Linked DNA regions of Mus musculus: region 2 is linked to region 1. Evidence: chromatin contacts called from public ChIA-PET data. All regions are on one chromosome and are shown on one strand. The core of a region is the stretch at or near the end of the contact, and the rest is flanking DNA. Distances in the headings are between cores, read along the strand shown.

Evidence for each region. ChIA-PET counts read pairs in DNA pulled down with a chosen protein or histone mark.
Region 2: an RNA polymerase II ChIA-PET map of memory CD8 T cells shows a contact between it and region 1, with 28 read pairs. The contact joins two enhancer-like sites. A contact is called at or near these places in 3 of 115 datasets of contacts at active chromatin or transcription factors (memory CD8 T cells, regulatory T cell precursor and thymic regulatory T cells).

Annotation. Positions count from the first base shown.
Region 1 is chr3:152,927,135-152,930,186 of GRCm38.p6, forward strand. All of the region lies in intron 2 of St6galnac5 (ST6 (alpha-N-acetyl-neuraminyl-2,3-beta-galactosyl-1,3)-N-acetylgalactosaminide alpha-2,6-sialyltransferase 5), which reads right to left. All of the region lies in intron 2 of Gm46830 (a long non-coding RNA gene), which reads left to right. Among named protein-coding and RNA genes, the nearest start is that of Gm46830, 29 kb to the left of the region's middle. Within about 2 kb of position 1,662, at least 80 of the 459 cell types and tissues checked have an H3K27ac peak or open chromatin away from gene starts, as enhancers often do. A contact at or near this core is called in memory CD8 T cells and thymic regulatory T cells, where this site is marked.
Region 2 is chr3:153,763,223-153,766,486 of GRCm38.p6, forward strand. No RefSeq gene overlaps it. Among named protein-coding and RNA genes, the nearest start is that of 5730460C07Rik, 27 kb to the right of the region's middle. Within about 2 kb of position 1,684, at least 44 of the 459 cell types and tissues checked have an H3K27ac peak or open chromatin away from gene starts, as enhancers often do. A contact at or near this core is called in memory CD8 T cells and thymic regulatory T cells, where this site is marked.

The sequences.
Region 1 (3,052 bases), core at 412-2,911:
ACTTTGGAGTGGCCAGGGACCTGGATATGTTGTGTGGTGATTGATGGTTGTCGGGGGAGGTCTTGAACTTTAAGGCGGTGCTATTCCCTCCTCAGGTCTCAGCTTCCTTCTAACGCTTCTGCTTCCATAATAATGCTTCCTGGCTCTGACGTCTTAAAGGGTTAGTGCAGAAGAAACCATTTTGGCTATTTTAGCAGAGAGTTCAGTGTTTGACGAGTCAGGTGATTTCTGGTCTTTGCTTTAGTGACAGCTCTCCTCAGACCCTCAGCTTCATCTGGTAAGAAGTGACCGGATGGATTTGGGAATGCTTATTGTTGAGCATGGGAGAAATGCTAAACATGGCATGTCGAGGAAATCAATCTAATACGCATATATTAAGAGAAGCAGGGCTTAATTGTACTCGTGGCTGCACCAGCAGGGGCTGGAGAGGGCTAGGCTTTATAGGCACCCACTGTTCTCTGTAACTTGAATTAAAAGGCATCAAAATGCCTTGGTCTACTGGTTGCTCTAGGCCTTTATTGGAAACCCTGAGTGTTTTTCTATAGATCCTAGCACCAGAGGTCTGTAGTTCTTGTGATAGCTTAGCAACCCAAGTTTTTGACCTGTGGGCAATTTCTCCTCTACAAGGGGGAAAAGAAAAGAAATTAACCAAATAATTTAAATCTAACAACAAAGTAATAAAATGCCAATTTCATTCTGAAGTTAATGGCATTACTTCAAGTTATTTAGCACTTCGTAGCAGAATAACTCGCCAACCTGCACTTTGCATATACATATTTATTGAATTCACCAAGAGTGTGCTCTGCACATTGACTGCCCATGATTTGTGCCTAAATAATAACTCCTGAATAGAACTCACTGCTTTATGGGTCTTTGGTGGGATTTTTGAAAAATAAATTCTGCACAAGGGGTGGCATTAAAAGGGAAAAAAAGAAATATAATGTGATTTTCCTCCTATGCAGGCACAGCGTTAGCTTCCTTTTATTAATCCGAGCAATGAAAATCACTTTGACACATTGTTGTTATTTATTATTTATTTTCACATCTTTCTTTAAAAGGCGGGGTGTGTCCATTTTAACACACTGCTAGAGTCTTCAGAGTCTGTGAGACTGAGTACACAGAACCAAGCCCAGGACGACACGCTGCGGAGCCAGCTCCTCACGCAACCATGTTTATTGCGTGCCCGCTGGCCTGGAGTGCAGAAGTAACTCCTATTAAATTAGCAATCAAGCAAAGCAAAGCTTGAGTCACAGAACAACCCAAAGCACAATGGGATGAACGTGGTGACGGCCAACTCCTTGAGTGCTGTGTATAGCTTTTAAATGTTACCTACAAATTTATAATGTCCCTGATTAGCTTGAAATGTCAAAATCGTAGCTGAAGACCCCACAGAGGATTTCTAAAGGGCGAGGTGCCTTTCCTTTCTTTCTTTTTCTTTTTGCTTTGCTTTCTTCTTTTCCCTCCTCTAGATTCGTCAGAACTAGCTAGCAAAAGCTCCCCGCTTAGCCTGCTAATGACTATCAGAAATATTCACAGTGTTCCCTGGGTTTCTTCTCTTCTCGCGTGGTCAGGCTTTAACATGCAGTCCTTAGTCTCAGCCTAATTACTCACATTTGAAGCGGGAACCTCACATCTGTCACAAAGCTCTTAGGCCACTTTTAGGAAGGCCTTGCTGTCAACAACAGGAAGTGGGAGGAGGGGTTGGGGGTGGACTCTCTTATCTCAGACAATATGTGGAATTGCACCTGACTGACAAAGCCACTGAAGAAGCTGGTGATAATATTATTACAGTAGCTACCATATGTCTTACATCAAATGCGGCTCTAGCTTTATCATTTTCACTGGGGCTCTCTAGAAGGAGATGGGAGAGAGCTGCCGCAGAGATCTGGCTCTCCACTGAAATGCAGGCTTCCTGCTCCTCTATAAAGGAAACAACTAAAACTCCATTTGCATCAAGAACCGAGAGCCCTAGGTTAATTACAGGTAAGGGTATGTTTACATTCCCCAGGGCTAGCTACTGACAGGTTTTATTTCTGAGGGAAAAAAAAAAATGCTGCTGCAGTTTGACTAAATCCACAGGTCTTTTTTTTTTTTTCCACTCTTAAAATTCTGTGTGGCCGAAAGGAACCCATCACTCAAAGATCTTTCAAAGGTAACCTGGAAAACCTTCATTTTCCAGAGTCTGAATGCAGTTAGAGAACCCAAAGTTCAGACCCGGAAGCCTAAACAAAAGAAGACATGGGAGGTCGATACCTTTGTGAGGCTCAAAAGAGGGCGGGTGGCCTCGGGGCATGATGATGGTGACATAATCGGCCAATTAAAACCTTGAGACAAAGTCTGAGCCATACAGGTGCAGAGCCCAGGATGCTGTGAGCTAAGACTAGTCAGCCGGACAATAGTATCAAAGAGCTAACTTCCCAGGTGGGTAACATGCTTGCTTTGAAAGGACCAGGACACGTGCTAGATCCCAGAACAGATGTAAAAAGTAGGGAGAGGCAATGTGCACTTGCAATCCAGCACACAGGGAGACGGAGACAGGCGGGTCGCTGGGGCTGACTAACAAACCTCTTCAAGGCCAGTGAGAGGACTTGTTACAAAGAAACAAACAAAAAGATGGGTGTTATCTGAGGTATGACTGCTAAGGTTGTCCTCTGATCGCCACATACACACACCACTTCCCACATCTGCAAGGCTTCTAGCTTCATCCCTTTCTTTTCTTTCTTCCTCCCTCTCTCCCTCTTCCCCTCCCTGCTGTGGATGGCTCTATGCTGCTTGCTCTCTCAGGACAGTAATGTACTCAGGTGGCTTCTTGTGAACCAATCCTCTAATGAATAAAGGAGCCAATCACTGGGCGAGTAGGCGGGACTTCCGGGTTGGACTGAAGAAGAGGGCAAAGCAGGAGAGAGTTAGGTCCTCTTTGGAACAGACTGCAGAGGGGTAAGGTGTAGCTGTTAGAGTTTCCCAGGCCATTGCCCACCAGCCAGCCAAGAGTTAGAGGCACAAGTGCGGGAGCATGATGGTTCTTCATTTTTTAATATTTCCCACAGCACCG
Region 2 (3,264 bases), core at 434-2,933, 840 kb after region 1:
CAGGCAAAGGAGATTGTCTGGAAGTAGCTTTGAAACTGGCCTGCAAAAGGAGAACATAAGAGATGGAGGGACAGAAGGCCTAGCGGACGGGACATGAGGCCATAGGTCTCCTGATTGTCCCTCAGCTACTCCCTGCCTTGTCCTGTGGACACCAGAACAACCAAACTTTCATTATTTATGAAGCAGGTTCAAGATGAGTTTTTATTTTCATCGCTAACTAAAATGTTTGGAACTTACACGCTTAGCAGGTTTAGAGTGTTTAATGAAAATAAGCAAGGGTCCTAACTAAACCAAAGAACTGTTTTCTAAGTCTGGAGGCAGTTAATATGTCACAACAAAACCCATTATATGGGTGGTTAATAATTACTAATAAAAACATTACAGAGAAAACAGACCCTGGAAACCAATCAAATCATTCTGGTCCCAAGCTTTCCCTACATTTGTTGAGCAGCTTTGGGTCGCTGCTGTGGGGCTGTGGTTTCAGTGGATACCATGCTGCAAAGCTGCAGCTTGGATTAGAGGAAGCATGGAGGAAAACAGCCTGAGCTTGCCACAGGTCTAGGCACATTCCTCAGTCAGAAGGACAGATTGCAGCCATCTGGATGAACTTCGAAAGTGCCCAGACTAGAGTCAGCAGAATTATCTTGTCACGCACACAAGTCCTGGTAGAGAAACTTATGTCACCTCCTTATGGAGTGGCTGTGAAATTGTTTTCTTACAAGAGAATCAAAGAAGAAGAAATGAGGGTTCAGAGGTAGTTATGCCTTCTCTGAAAATGTCCACTTAACAGGTGTCTTGACATGTCAGCTGGACACATTAACCGGACTTTATAGTGGACTAAATTCTATGTTTAGGCAGAGAGGGTGGCATCAAGAAAGGTTCCTCAGATCTGCCATCCCAACACCAACACCTGGAGGTGGAGGCAGAAGGATTGCCGTGAATTCAAGGAAGGCCAGCCTGGGCTACACAGTGAGTTCCAGATCAGGCTGAGCTGCAGAGTGGGGCAATGTCTCAAAGCGAAAGTTAAGAGAAGTACTGTGATGTTGCAGGAAAACTGGAAAATGACTCTTAAGCACTGTGGACAAAGCACTCGTGGGTGACCTTCTCACTATACTTGGGGAAAGTACCTATGTGTGAAGGTGACGCTGTGTTCTTTGGATTCATGATTGTATTTTATAAAAACTCTGACAAACAGTAGCTTTAAAGGCATCAGTGGATCATTTAAAGAAAGACTAAAGCTCACCTGGGCCATCTCACACTGTGGCCAAGAGAAAACTCCACAACCGTCACTAAGTGGAACTTCTCAAGTGCTGAGTGGAACCTTGCTTGTGTCCCAGCTGCCTGGAGAAAACTGGCGTCTTAGTTGGTTTCAACTTTTATTGTTTTGGATCATATTTCTCCCTATCCCTTCTCCCCCACCTCCTAACTACACACAATATTTTGAGACTGCCTTGAATTTGTAGGTAGTTTTTGGATCAAATAGCATGAGGAGATTGGGGACCCTCAAAAATGTGAGGTTCCTACTTGCTTTGGAAAGTCAAAAGTGTGAAGTTGAAAAGAAAAAAAAAAAAACATCGAAAAAACCAAAACCACAAAAAGTACTGCTGACTTGAATACTCAGCAAACAAACAGTGCACTGCAGCTGGAAACCGCATGACCTTTCTCCTGGTTTGTCAGGTCCTCTGTTCATGACCCCGTGGAAAATCAGACAAAACAAAACAAAAAACAGCTGGGGTGAGAAGGGAAGGAGGGTCTTCTGACCAGGGACTTCCCAGGGAACAAAGCTATCATGTCTGTGTGCTGCCACACTCTGACCCCCCACCCCTGCTAGGCTCAACAACTGCAACATTGTATCTCCGCTCTGCACCTGCCCTTTACCCTACTCCATCACAAGTACCAAAATACGTATTTCCTTTGAATATATGATAAGAATGCAATTTTATCTGTTGTTTTTTGAGACCTGTCATTCATTGAATATATGTGTTTTCTTCTCCCAGAAGGGACACATCTCCCTATTAAAACTTAGGTTTTAAGCCCCAGATAATGTCAGAAGCACCCCACCATCATAAGGGTCTTGCAAGACATTTTCTTTGTCCTGTACATGTGTCACTGGTGAAGATAAGTGATACCACAGAGACAGTTCTTATTGTTGTCAGATAAGTTCTCATTATGTAACCCAGGCTGGTCTCATGATCCTCCTGCTGCAGTCTTCTGAGGCTGGGTTGATAGGTCTGTGACCATGCCTAGCTGATGTGATGTTTTTAATAGTACCCTTTGGTTTCAAAAAAGACAAATCACTTAAAAAATTAGATGAGCCAACTGAAGTGACATCAGTGGAAGATTGCCCAGCATGGCATGATGTGCCTCTCTAAGGTCACAGCAAAGGAAATGGGGTTGTAGATCGCCCCAGACACACGTTATTGCATCAGGACCCTCTAAGTGTCCACTAGTCTAGCTTAACTCAGCAGCAGGAATGTAATTTACTTATCCACATCTTGAAATATTAAGAAATTTTTGCAAAAGTTGAAATTTCAAAACTGATCTTGAGTATTTCATATATTTTACTGTCAAATACCCTACTCTAAGCATTTGTGGTTTTGAGGCAGTATCTCACTACATAGCTCATCTGACCTGGAACTTTTGATACAGAGCAGATTGGCTCTGAACTCACAGAGATCTGCCTGCCTATGGCTCTCAAGTGCAGAGACTAGAAGCACAAGCCACTGCATCATGTCCAAACTACACACCACCTGCATGCATGTACACACACACACACACACACACAAACAAACAAACAAAACAAATATTTTTAAAGGTGATTTGAACCTCCCCCCACAGCTTTGCAGCAAGGTCAGAGGTCACGCCTCCCTTTCTGGCCTAGGAGTCTCAGCAGGCAATTCCTCTGCTCTCCTCGTTGCTCAGCAGGCATCTGGTTCCCAGCCTGAGCACTGTCCATATGTTTGTCTAACAGACACATGAAAGAGTTAGCCTAACTGATACCACTGACTCTAAGGGATTTCTGCTCAGCCGTCGGCTCCTCTGAGAGGAAACGCAGAGTTGAGCCTGTGAGTTGAAGATGAGCATACCTTCACTTGAGACTCTACACAAACAGCGTACAGCCAACACCATCTCCTGGCAACGTCAGCAACATTTAGACCAGGAAAATGATGGAGATAGTTGATTATAGATACAAAATGCAAAGTGGAAGTTACAGCTCCACCAACTCCAACTCCCAGAACAGTCCACAGAGTAGAAAACAAAGGT